Linked DNA regions of Ovis aries: region 2 is linked to region 1. A link is a contact called in public Hi-C data. All regions are on one chromosome and are shown on one strand. Each heading gives the region's core, a stretch centred on a gene start, on an enhancer-like site or on the middle of the called end of the contact. The rest is flanking DNA. Distances are from core to core; before and after follow the strand shown. Region 1 holds the start of CTSF (cathepsin F). Region 2 holds the start of LOC114110099.

Evidence for each region. A called contact is a pair of places that touch in the nucleus more often than the background predicts.
Region 2: a Hi-C map of tail adipose tissue shows a contact between it and region 1, with 4 times the contacts expected there. The contact joins the promoter of LOC114110099 here to the promoter of CTSF in region 1. A contact is called at or near these places in 5 of 16 Hi-C or Micro-C datasets (blood, hypothalamus, muscle and 2 more).

What each region holds. Positions count from the first base shown.
Region 1 is chr21:41,027,320-41,033,190 of ARS-UI_Ramb_v3.0, reverse strand. CTSF (cathepsin F) reads left to right here and starts at 2,995. Exons shown (of 14, transcript XM_012102162.4): 1 at 2,995-3,271; 2 at 3,481-3,579; 3 at 3,867-3,951; 4 at 4,043-4,104; 5 at 4,235-4,310; 6 at 5,694-5,804. The coding sequence starts at 3,059.
Region 2 is chr21:41,262,504-41,269,076 of ARS-UI_Ramb_v3.0, reverse strand. It overlaps LOC114110099, which reads left to right and starts at 1,352. Exons shown (of 6, transcript XR_009597855.1): 1 at 1,352-1,441; 2 at 5,304-5,436. TOP6BL (TOP6B like initiator of meiotic double strand breaks) reads right to left here. Exons shown (of 14, transcript XM_060404116.1): 12 at 5,342-5,420; 13 at 1,626-1,807; 14 at 1,385-1,540. The coding sequence ends at 1,475. RCE1 (Ras converting CAAX endopeptidase 1) reads right to left here and starts at 1,268. Exons shown (of 8, transcript XM_027959705.3): 1 at 1,061-1,268; 2 at 823-925; 3 at 647-726; 4 at 315-393. The coding sequence starts at 706.

The DNA.
Region 1 (5,871 bases), core at 1,746-4,245:
TGGGATTTGGTGCTCTCATCATCCCTACCCAACCTCAGTCTCTGGCCAGGAACTGAAGCCTTACTTCAAATCGCTGCAGGCCAAGGCTACCCAAGATCAACATGAGCTTGGAAGCAGATCCTTCCTCAGTCCAGCCTTCAATGAGACTGCAGCCCTAACCATTCATTTCGTGGCAATGTTCCACACAGCAGTAGAGAACTACCACCCCTCTCCTTTCAAGTTCTTCATTCCTATAATTCTCCCCTTTCTGTCTTGAATCATCAATATCTCCCTTCCTATTTCATCAAGTCATAAGCATGCTCTAGGGTCTCTCATCTTAAAAAATGCTTTTCTTTTTTTACTGTGCCCTGCGGCATGCAGGGTCTTGGTTCCCTGATCACAGATAGCACTTGTGTTTCCTGCAGTGGAAGTGCAGGGTCTTAACCACTGGTCAGCCAGGGAAGTCCCCCAAATACTCTAGAGATGTCCCATGCCCCCCCCCCAGTACTGTATTTCTCTACAGTAATACTTTTTCCATGGCAAAACTTATTGAAATCTTGTCTCCATTCATTGCCCATATTTCTCATATTCTCTATTCTTCTTCTTCTTCTTTTTTTTTTTTTTTTTTGCTGCACAATATGGCTTATAGGATCCTAGTTCCCCTAACAGAAATTGAATCCGGGCCTCTGAGTGGAAGCTCAGAGTCTCAACCACTGGATTACTAGGGAAGTCTCAACCCCTAGACTACTAGGGAAGTCTCAACCCGACACTCTTTTAAAAACTTTGTGTTTTAAGTTTAGTTATTTACTTCATTGTTGGGTGTGTTGAGTCTTCGTTGCTGTGCAGGGACTGTCTCTAGCTGCAGTTCTTGAGCTTCTTATTGTACTGACTTCTCTTGCTGTGGAGCACGGGCTCCAGGACACACAGACTTCAGTAGCTGTGGCGCCAGACTTGGTTGCTCCTTTGCATGTGGAGTCTTCCTGGACCAGGGATCGAAACTGTGTCCCCTGCATTGGCACACAGATTCTTAACCACTGGACGGTCAGGGAAGTCCTCAGTCAAGCACTCTTAATGAGGTCCCCAGTGACTTACCTGTTGCCCAATCCCCTCATCTTGTCCTCTCCATGGCATTCAACGCAACCAGCCACTTCCTCTTTCTTGAAACCCACTCTCTTCCTCTACTTTCCTGACATCATTCTTTCTTCATCTTCCTCCTCACGCAGTGTCCATTTCTTCCCAGTCTCCTCTGCTGTCTCCCTCTTTTCAGCTCAGCTTCAGGAGGCCCAGGTTTGATCCCTGGGTCTGGAAGATACCCTGGAGAAGGAAATGGCAACCCACTCCAGTGTTACCTTGCCTGGAAAATTCCAGGGACAGCGGAGCCTGGCGGGCTATGTCCATGGGGTCGTAAAGAGTCAGACACGACTGAGTGACTAACACTTTCACTTTTTCTGAATGTCGACACATCCCTGCTTCACTTTCCTCATGTGTAATCATATAGCTTCTCTCTTGAAGGTTGCTGTGGGAATTGCCTGAGATGCCAAGCATGTAGCTTAAAAACAATTCCTCCTTTCCCTCCATGAATTACAAGTATGCTGTCTTCCCTTATTCTGATGAGATGAGCCACCCTTTCCTCCAGACACTTGTCAGGTGTCTCCAGGGACTAAGAAACAGACTCTGGGGAAGATGACTGTTTCCCACGAGGGTGAACTATGACACCAATCTCTGGAAACTCAGATCTAAGAAAAGTCTCACTGCTTCTGCTGGGCCTAAGAAATTCCTGTTTTTAATTCATTCAGCTTTAGATCTTTCAGAAGGAGGAAGTTCACGGAGCTAGGAGTCTAGGAGTACAGAGACAGTGGCATAGAGCTTAGTCAGGGGTAATGGGCGTGGGTCAGGAAAACCTCCCTGAGAAGTCGTCATCTAAACTGAGAGCAGCGAGGTGTCTAGGAGTTTGAGCAGTGTGAAGGTTCCAGGGTGTGCAAGAGCTTGAATTTCTGCAAATAGAGTGTCACTGGAGTGTCAAGTGCACAGCACAAGATAAGGTCTAAGGCCTGACTGGAGCTTGAAGGGCATTGGAAGTGAAAGTGTTAGTCGCTCAGTCATGTCCCACTCTTTGCAACCCCATGGACTGTAGCCCTCCAGGTTCCTCTGTCCGTGGGATTTCCCAGACAACAAAATTGGAGTGGGTTGCCAAAAACTCTCTTCTCTGTTTCCTCTCCCACAGCTGGTAACACCTTGGAGGAAAATTCCTTTTTCTCATCTGTCTCTCCGCTAAGCTGTGAGCTGCTAGCAGGCAGCATTATGCCCAGCGTATCTGCTCATGCTTCTGTTGCTACTCCCTGGAACACAGCGGTGAAAGCTTGAAGGAATGAAAGAATGGTCCCAACCCTGTGCACTGTTTACATGCTTGTATCTGATCTACGCAACAGCCTGTGACACTGCCAGTCCAGGGAATATCAGCTGCCATTCTGCTGATGAGGAGAGGGGCCTCAAAGAGGTGATGGAGCTGTGAGCTCAAGCTCTGAAGTCCACTCCCTGCGTTCAAGTCCAGCCCTCTCACTTAGCAGATGTTTGACAAGCCACTTAGTCTCTCTAAACCTATATTTCCTCAATTACTAGATGGGGATAATAACATTTATTACTTCACAGGATTGCTACAAAGATTAAAGGGAGAGGGCATATATATATATGCAACATATAATAAGTATGCAATAAGTGGTAGTTGTTTTAATTCTCTGGCCAGTATCGTTTCCTCTCCTCAAACAGCAGTTCCCAGACCTAAGAAGATCACTTCAAGGTCGGGGATCGGGCCACGTCTCCCCAGATCACGCTGGTTTTGCAACACTGCCTACGGTCGAAACTGAGTCCCGCCAGCAGGTCTTGCACAGCCAGCGCACCCACGTGCCTGGCGTAAATAAGCGAGCGCGCAGGCGCCCCCGGCCGGCGCCCATTGGCCGGCGCCCCGCGGCCCCGGAGCTTGGGGAGGACTAGGGCCCCCCAGCCGCGGGCTGCTCCGCCCCGTCGGTTGGTCAGCGCGTCCGTCCGTGCGTGAGTCCGGGCCGCCAGCTTCGCCCTCGCCATGGCACCCTGGCTGCAGCTGCTGTTGCTGCTGGGGCTGCTCCCGGCCGCCGCTCCGGCCTCCAGCAAGCCCCCGGCGGCCGGCGCGCAGGCCTGGGAGCTGGCGTCCCCGGAGCTGCGGGAGCCCGCCCGCTTCGCCTTGGAGATGTACAACCGCGGCCGGGCTGCCGGGACGCGGGCCGCGCTGGGGGCCGTGCGCGGTCGCGTCCGCCGGGTGAGGACGCGCTTGGGGCGGGGCTCCTGGGTCCGCGGTGAGCGGGGCTCTAGTCCGAGGGTTGGGAACTTTGGGCCTGACGTGGGGCGGGGACGTTGGACTTGTAGTGATGGGGAAGGGGGAAGAGGGCGCGGTGGGGCTGCGGGCCCCATGAAGGCTGCGCAGAGGAGAGGGTGGCCGTGCCGCCACTCACCCGCCCTTCGGTCCAGGCGGGCCGGGGATCCCTGTACTCGCTGAAGGCGACCCTGGTGGAGCCGCCCTGCAACGACCCCACGGTGTGTCAGCTCCCGGTGTCCAAGAAGACCCTGGTAAGTGATGGGGCTCCTGCCGTTCCTTTGCCCCCAGATCGAGTCTGGCTGTAGTTGGGACGATCTGTCAAGTCAAGGGGGCGGGATCTGAGGCCGCATCTACCCCACCCTGTCACTACCCAGGCCTGGAAAGGTGAAGGGAGGGGGCCTGGATGCTCGCTCCCGGATGGTGCCTCGCTTTCCACTGTGGGTGAGATTGCCTTCGAGATTGCCTCCAGCTCCATCTTGCCAAAGGCCTTGCCCTCCTCGCAGCCCCCTGACTGGCTTCCTCCTTCCTCTTCCTGCAGCTCTGCAGCTTCGAAGTCCTAGACGAGCTAGGAAAACACATGCTACTGAGGCGGGACTGTGGCCCAGTTGATACCAAGACTACAGGTGCTGGGAGGGCCCAGGGGTGCTGGGATGGTTCAGATCAGACTTCACTCAGGGTTCAGTCCTGCTTCTCCTCTCTTCCAACTCTCTCCAGATGACAAAAATGAGACTTTCAGTTCATTCCTTCCACTGCTGAACAAGGATCCCCTCCCCCAGGTGAGGAGCCTTGTCTGTCTGGGGAACTGGCTGCGCCTTTCCTTCACTCTCTTCCTCCACCCTGGCCCGGGGCTCCCACGTGTGTCTGAGAAGGACTGCTTGTAAAGACTCCCTCTCTCTGCCTTTCCAGGACTTTTCTGTGAAGATGGCTTCGATCTTCAAGGACTTTGTCACCACCTATAACCGGACATATGATTCGCAGGAAGGTGAGGACCTAGCCTTGGCTGGATGTGTCCTGATCAGATCAGGACCTCCCCTCCAACTTGGCACCTTAGCGTTGGAGTAAGGGAAAGGGCAGTTCAGTTCAGTTCAGTTCAGTCACTCAGTCGTGTCCGACTCTTTGCGACCCCATGAATCACAGCACGCCAGGCCTCCCTGTCCATCACCAACTCCCCGAGTTCACTCAGACTCACATCCATCGAGTCAGTGATGCCATCCAGCCATCTCATCCTCTGTCGTCCCCTTCTCCTCCTGCCCCCAATCCCTCCCAGCATCAGAGTCTTTTCCAATGAGTCAACTCTTCACATGAGGTGGCCAAAGTACTGGAGTTTCAGCTTTAGCATCATTCCTTCCAGAGAAATCCCAGGGCTGATCTCCTTCAGAATAAACTGGTTGGATCTCCTTGCAGTCCAAGGGACTCTCAGGAGTCTTCTCCAACACCACAGTTCAAAAGCATCAATTCTTCGGCACTCAGCCTTCTTCACAGTCCAACTCTCACATCCATACATGACCACAGGAAAAACCGTAGCCTTGACTAGACGGCCCCTAAATCCCCCCATGTTCTTGTTTAGCCTCCCAGGACTTGGCAGTCACCTCAGGGAGCTGGCGCTTCTCCCATCTGATTTTCCTAGTCAGAAACCATAGATCTCCATCATTCTGGGTGGAGTGGGATGGGGCAAAGGCCATATTTTCTCTGCTGGAGGACCCCTGGCTTGGTAGCCTTTTCCCATGACCTTCTGTCTTTGGAGCCCATTTTGGTTCTCCTTTCATATCTGGGGAGTCATCACCCCATTTTGGCCTCACTCTTATCACTTGCAGATCTGGTCCTGACACCCACTCCAGGGTACTGACTTTCTCTCTTTTTTAAAAAATATTTAGTTTTATTTATTTAATAATAGATAAACATTATATAGGTAATAAAATATAATAATACTATATTATTAACATATAATATATTGGTAATATAATAAATATTTATAATAAGAATTATAAATATTTAAAAATAAATACTTGTTTATAAATAAAATTAAATATTAAATTATAGTGTTTAAATATAATAATTTAACTATTATTATAAATAATAAAGACTTGGCTGCACCAGGTCTTAGTTGCAACATGCAGGATCTTTCAAGTGTGGAATATGGGATTTAGTTCCCTGACCAGGGATTGAATTCAGGCCTCCTTCTTGGGAGCGTGGCATCTTGGCCACTAGACCACAGGGATGTCCCTTGCCCTTCTTGAAATAAGCTTCAGACCTGTTCCAGGGTCCACTGTTCCCCATGGAAACCTCTGCCTCTTATCCCCAAGCACCTCTCCTTTATGATCTGCCTGGGGCCCAAGCCTGACTTCTGCTTATTGTTTCTCAGAAGCCAGTTGGCGCATGTCCGTCTTTGCCAATAATATGGTGCGAGCGCAGAAGATCCAGGCCCTGGACCGTGGCACAGCTCAGTATGGGGTCACCAAGTTCAGTGACCTGACAGGTAGGGGTGGTAGCCAGAGCCCTCATGATGCCTGGAAGAGACAGGGCCTGCTCCCAAGGCCCCTGGG
Region 2 (6,573 bases), core at 103-2,602, 240 kb before region 1:
GGAAAAGCAATAGTAGCTGAGGCAAAGTATCCTGACAGTAAATTCTGGAAACATCAAAACTTGCCCAGGACCAGTTCTCTTCTAGGAAACCAAGGTCAAGGGAAGCAACGGACAAGCTCTCCTGTCCACCCCAAATACTGCTAGGGGTTCCTACAGGCTTCACTGGACATTAGGAACGGACGACTAGAGGCCACCCGATATGTGTTCCCATTTTACTGCTGAGAAACAGAACATCTCAGGTCTTACCATAGCACACTGATCCCTTCTCATTATCCCGGACTGCCTACTTTTTTCCCTTGGCCCTGAGGACTCACCTAGGACAACCTTCAGGCCATCTGCCAGGTCACAGGGGCAATCCATGGAAAGCTGCATCAGTGGGCCCAAGAAAAGGATCTGAGGACAGAAAAACAGGAGCAATCAAAGGAAAGGCTCACAATCCTCTGCTCTTGCCCTGACACGGCATCAGATTTCAGGCTTCCCGTTTTCTGCCAGGATTTCCCACCTATGCATACCCGAGGGCCCTGGGCCATCTCACAATTCTTGTCTCTCACCAGTCAACAGCTGGGCACAACCAGGATTAGGAAAAAAAGGAGGGTCTCACTAACGACGAAGAGCAGAGAAGGAAAGACACAGCAGGAGCACTCACCATGGTCAGCAGCAGGGGCAGCAGCGCTGCTGGGAAAATGCCCTCCAGCCTGAATCCCATCAGGGTAAGCAGGGATGTGCCTGGCTGAGCCACAGGAAAGGGGGCATCAGTCTCTCTCCCTCCCCTGGAGTCCTGAGATCGCTCGCCCGCCGCCCTCTGCCCCGCCTCCTTCGCACCTGGATGCCTGTAAGTTCCCTCCAGAGTAGCACGCAGAGGGGCGAGAGACTTGACACCACCAGGACACTGGTGAAGCGCCGCTTTATGACTGCAGGATGGTCCCTAAGGAGGAGGCAGTAAGTTCAGGGGGCCCACGGCCACCCTTGAGGGCGCGGGCCCGCCCTCTCTTCGCCAAGTCCCGCCCACAGCCCCGCCCCGCGGAGGCGCGGGTTCCGGCCGCGCGCGCAGCCCCCGCACCTGGGCAGCTCGCTCTTCCAGACGTAGAGGCTGCCCACGTAGGAGCAGGCGAGGCTGAGACAAGAGAACACAGACACCCAGCAGCACAGTCCGGGGCCTGGACCGCCCAGAGCCGCCGCCTCGGGCTGCCGCTCTGGCCGCGACACCGACAGCAGGCGAAGCCCGTCCCCGCCCAGCGCCGCCATCGCGCCCGGACCCGCGGCGCGCCGCAGTGACGCGATCCCGCTGCCGCCCGGCCCGCGCCTGCCGGAAGCGTGGCTGACGTCATCCGACGGCGCGGTCCCCGTCCCCGCCCCCGTCCCGTCCCGACACTGAAGCAGAAGGTGCGCGTGCGGAGCAGGTTTATTGAAAAACGGAACAGGCGACCCCGGAGGCGGCTGGGTGGGTGTGGAAGCGCCGGGAAGGGCGCCAGGTTCAGGGCCCAGGCCCAGAACTCAGCCACTCGGACAGATTGGAAATTTCCTGCAGCCATACCGCGTCCTGCGGGAGGAAAGGGGACCTGGGGTGAGGACCCCTCGGCCGTGGCCGTGTCCCCGCCCTGCCGACTCGGCCTTAGCTCGGTTACCTCCAGGCCGCTCCCGGGGCCCGTCCTGCTTCTGCTAAAGGTCAGCGGGGCCGCGGTGGGCTCGGCGCGGCGCGAGGCGGCCTCTGACGGGCTCAGGGCCCCAGCAGAGCGGGAGGCCCCCGTCTCCTCCACGCCTAGGCTGCCTCTCTTGAGCCTCTTGTTTTCTGTTTGCTCGCCGGTCCCTAGGAGAAAACAAGCCCGCTCATCTCACTCCCCTGTCCTGTGCTGGAAAGACCCTTGGGGAAAGCCTGGGAGAAAGGAAGGAGTTAAGAGTCAGACTCTCTTAGCCCTCCCACCTCAGAAACCTTTCAGCTGGTCCTGTCCGCATTAAAACTGGGCAGCACCGGGTCTACAGGATCAGGCTGAGGCTGCACATTGGCTTCGGGGTCTCCCTGTCCCCACAGAGCTGGGCCCGGGAAGACACCTGGGATTGAACCAAGCCCTTACTTGGGTCTCGCGCCAAGGCGGTCACTTGACACGTTCCTCGTGGAGTCTGCACCATCCAGCTCCTCCCTACCTGCCGGAAAGCCAGGCCTCACCTCTCTCCCCCTTTGTTGCTGAGGCTTCATTTGGCAGTGCAGACTTTACTTTTGGGTCTATAGCTTTTTCCTGAGCAGGTCCTGGGAACGTAGATCAACAAGCTGTTCCCTAGGTGCAGCTCACAGATACTAGGAAGGGTGCCGTAGTGTGTACAAAGTCCAGGGGGTAAAACAGAAAGAAGCTGTTAACCATCTCTGTAAGTGAAGAATGGTTTCCTTGAGATGTCTGAGCTGGGTTTTGAAGAATGAACAGAAATACACTGGACTCACAAGGTAGAAGAAGGGAATTCCAGGCTGAAAGAGTTAGGCAAACACGCAAAGGCATTAAGCAGTATCCTACATAAAATGCAAGATGGGGATTCAAGGAGATGAATCTGAATGGGTTAGTGGGAATCAGGGCAGGCTAAGAAATGGATTTTTATTTATAGGAAACTGGAAGGCAGTGAATAAACATGAGGTAGATAGTTACTTTTGTATTTCAGAATGATCATTCATCAAACATGTGGTTTAGAGTCAAGTTAGAGGAGGGAAGCCCTCAAGAGCCCAGAAGTGAAGGCAGTGAGGATGGAGGAGTCGGAAGTATTCATAAGACTGAACTGACAGGCCTTGGTGGTAGACTGGATGTGAATCATTAGAATGAGGGCCATCTCACATGAATCTCAGGATTCTGATGTGAAAAACTAGATATGTCGACTGTGGTGCTGCTAACCCTGACACAGACTAAAGAAAGAAGAGCTGATCTTGGGTGTGTGTGCAGAGGGCAAGATACCAGGAGAGAGGAAGCTGACCATATGGGCCCACCATATGGAGCAGCCAAGTGAGCAGACAGGTCTCCATCTCAGAAGAGACCTGGACTCGTCATACCAACTGAGGAGTCTTGTTCCCAGAGGCAGGGGTCAGCGCCTGGGATGGAAAAGAGCAGCGAGGAAGGGGGTGCGGTGTGAGCACTGTTTGGGGGTGGCCAGAGGAAGCTAGTCGAAGAGAGAAGGTAAGAGATGAGGAGAACCTGGTGCATCACAGCCTCACAGTGCCAAGTGCTGCAGACAGTCCAGCCATGGTACAGATAAATGCACAATCAATTTGGTAATTAAGAGGCCCTCCCACACAAGAGCCGTGCAGTTCTGAGGCACAGGAAAAGCAGTGCCCTGGATTAGAGAGGAAACAAAAGAGAGACAAACGGAGTGCAGCTTGCTGCTTTGAGAATCCTAATCGCGGTGTGAGGGAGATGATGGGAGGAGTTCAAGATCATGGCGCTGTCCTTCTGAAGATGGACCTCCTGACGGGAAGAACTCAGAAAAAGAGTTGAAGGTACAGAAGGAATAACTGATGGCACGGAGAAAATGGACGGGGTAATGCCCCCTGGAGGGGTGGGTCCTGTGCTGATAAGGGTCTGGCAGTGGGCGGAGTACAAGTTGGGTGAGTTTATGGAAAAAAAGAGATTAGTAAGTGAAGTAGGAGGCTAAATCAGGAGGTTGGGTAGATTTTTAACAGAATGGAGTAGCCACTGAGGAGAAAGCCAGGAAGACTGGGAAGAACTGGCAAACTGAAGGCTCTTCAGGGAATGGATCTGAGGCGTCATACACTGTTGATTTTCTTCAGCATGGCTGCCAGTGTGGGACACAGGACTGATGACAACTCGAGGTGCAGCTTTGTAAGGCAGAGCGGCTCAAACACTCTTCTGGGGGGCGTCCACCAGATCATAAATATTCAGTAGAGAGAAAGCATGGGCTTTAAGGGCAGTAGGCTGAAATTCAGATCTTCCTCCTGCTAAGTACATCAGTGTTCCCCACCCCAAAGCGTCACTGTGAAAGACTGGTCACTAAAAGCTTAGCATCTCCCTGGGTCCACAGAAGGTGCTGAATAAAATGTTAATTTCTTTCTTCTAAAGAAAGTGAAAGTGTCGCTCAGTCGTGTCCCACTGTGCGACCCCATGGACTGTAGCCCGCCAGGCTCTGTCCGTGGGATTCTCCAGGCAAGAGTACTGGAGTGAGTTGCCATTTCCTCTTCCAGGGGATCTTCCTGACCCAGGGATTGAACCCTGGTCTCCAGAATTGCAGGCAGATTCTTTACCATCTGAGCCACCAGGGAAGCCCTCTTTCTTCTAAGGAAAGTACTTACTCTTTTGTCTTTTCACTGCACAAATACTGAATTGTGTGTGGTGAATACTGAATTGTGTTTGGTGATACACTTCCATTCTTTTAAATCTCCAAATCTAAATTTATACAAGCTTTCACTGCAGGGTTCTTTTCAGGAGGAACAGCCCCCACATTTAAAATATAATTCAGCAGAATGATTCAGAAACACATCTTAGACCTTAGCATAGACACCATGCAGCACATAGCTGTTAGCCTGGAAAGAGTTTCACCAACCAAGCATGATGCTGAAATCAGTCCCCCAGTTCCCTCAAGCCTGGGCACTGTTTTGTCTGACAGTACATCCCCACTGGTCTGGCCTGTTAGCCAGACTAGGCTCCCTGGGTTCGAGTTCTGGCTCTGTCATTTACGAGCTGTGCGAACTCAGGTAGGTTTACTGACATCTCTGGGCCTCGGTTTCCTCATCTGTAAAACGAGGATAATACTAGTACCATAGTATCGTTTTGAGAATTAAGAGCATTACTATATATAATACTTTTGGAATTCAGACTAGTGCCTGGCTCTTGCACCATACAGGTTCAGGCACCAGTGGCGATGATTCTTTTCACGTGCACACGTGCTGCTGCAGGCCCTGAAGGTGGTTCAAGTGTTGGAGGGAGGGGGTACAGACAGTAGAATCGCTGCTACGTCACACACACTCTCACCTCCCCTATAACGTTCATGGAGGTTGAGGGGGTGTCTGCACGCAGGAGCAGATTCCATAGCCCTATACAGAGCAGTAACCCAACCAGGGACAGCCACAGTGTCAATAGGGATGACTGAGAAAAGACACAAAAGAACTGACTGAACTGAGGGCCTCACCCCATCATGTGCAGCTATCTGTAACTATACAAACAGAAATTTCTAGACCTATTGTACCAGCTTTTGGTACAATAGCCACTGCCCCAGAACACCCTACTTGTGGGAGCCAGCCAGATCCTGGAAGGACACTGCTGTTGGTGTAAGGCGCAGTCTGAAATTCTGAAGTCACGGTTTTTACTTCCCAGCTTTGATCCGGGGCTCCCCTGAAAAGCTGAAATCCTACCTGCAAGGAGCTCCAGGCTGCCGTTCTCATGTGCCTTGTCCGTGTTCTGCTCTGCCTCATTTCTCTCTGGGAGCAGCTGCTTAAAAAATGAGAAGGTGAGTTCTGCAGAAGCACGAACAAGCCCCAGTGAGGCCACATGCCTGGTGGCTTTGTGGACCCTCCGCGGCTTTCCTCCCTCACCTGGACCCTCTCTGCCTCCTGGCTCATGAGCCCCCTCCCCAGCTCCCACCCTCAAGGCTTCCTTCTTCCTTCCGAGCTCTTGCAGCTGACTCCAGGCAGTTCCTTCCTCTCTGAGGTCCGGTCGCTCATCTACTATCTGCTCTGCTCCTTGGGTTCTGAGATAGGCACTGCACGCCCCTTTCATCATTTTATGTATTTATGTCCATTTTCTACATCTTAAATTCCTTGAAGAGTAAGGAAATGGCACCTCACTCCAGTATTCTTGCCTGGAAAATCCCATGGACGGAGGAGCCTGGTAGGCTACAGTCCATGGGGTCGCAAAGAGTCGGACACGACTGAGCGACTTCACTTTCATCATGTCTGTATCTCTTTTAAAGCTAGCACAGTGCCTTGCACAGGGTAAGTGCTAAACAAATGACTGACTGAGGTCAAACATGGGAAGCCACAGGGCACATTGTAGAGTCTTATATATCCTGCAATCCAGGAGACCTGGGCTCGATTCCTGGGTTGGGAAGATTCCCTGGAGAAGGAACTGGCAACCCACACCAGTATTCTTCCCTAGAGAATCCCCATGGACAGAAGAGGCTGACAGGCTGCAATCCACAGGGTCGCAAGAGTCGGACACGACACCACCACCACCACCACCACCACCATAGCCTTTCAGAGCCCTGCTGTTTGGTTCAATTTGGACAGAGAAACAAAGGTCAGAACCCAATCCTCTGAGCTATTTGTTTTTCAATACAAGTATATAAAAACAGGTATCCTCTGCATCAAAATTAAAAACTTTTGTGCTTCAAGGGAAGTGAAAAGTCAGCACACAAGAATGGGAAAAAATATTAGAAGATCGTATCTGATAAAGGACTTGTATCCAGAATAAAGAACTCGTAGTTCAACTGTAAAATAACAACCTAATTTAAAAATGGGTTTGACACAATTTGAATAGACATTTCTCCAGAGAGGTAAATGGCCAATAAGCACATGAAAAGATGCTCAACATCATTGTTCTTTAGGGATATGCAGATCAAAGCCACTATGAGGTACTACTTCATACC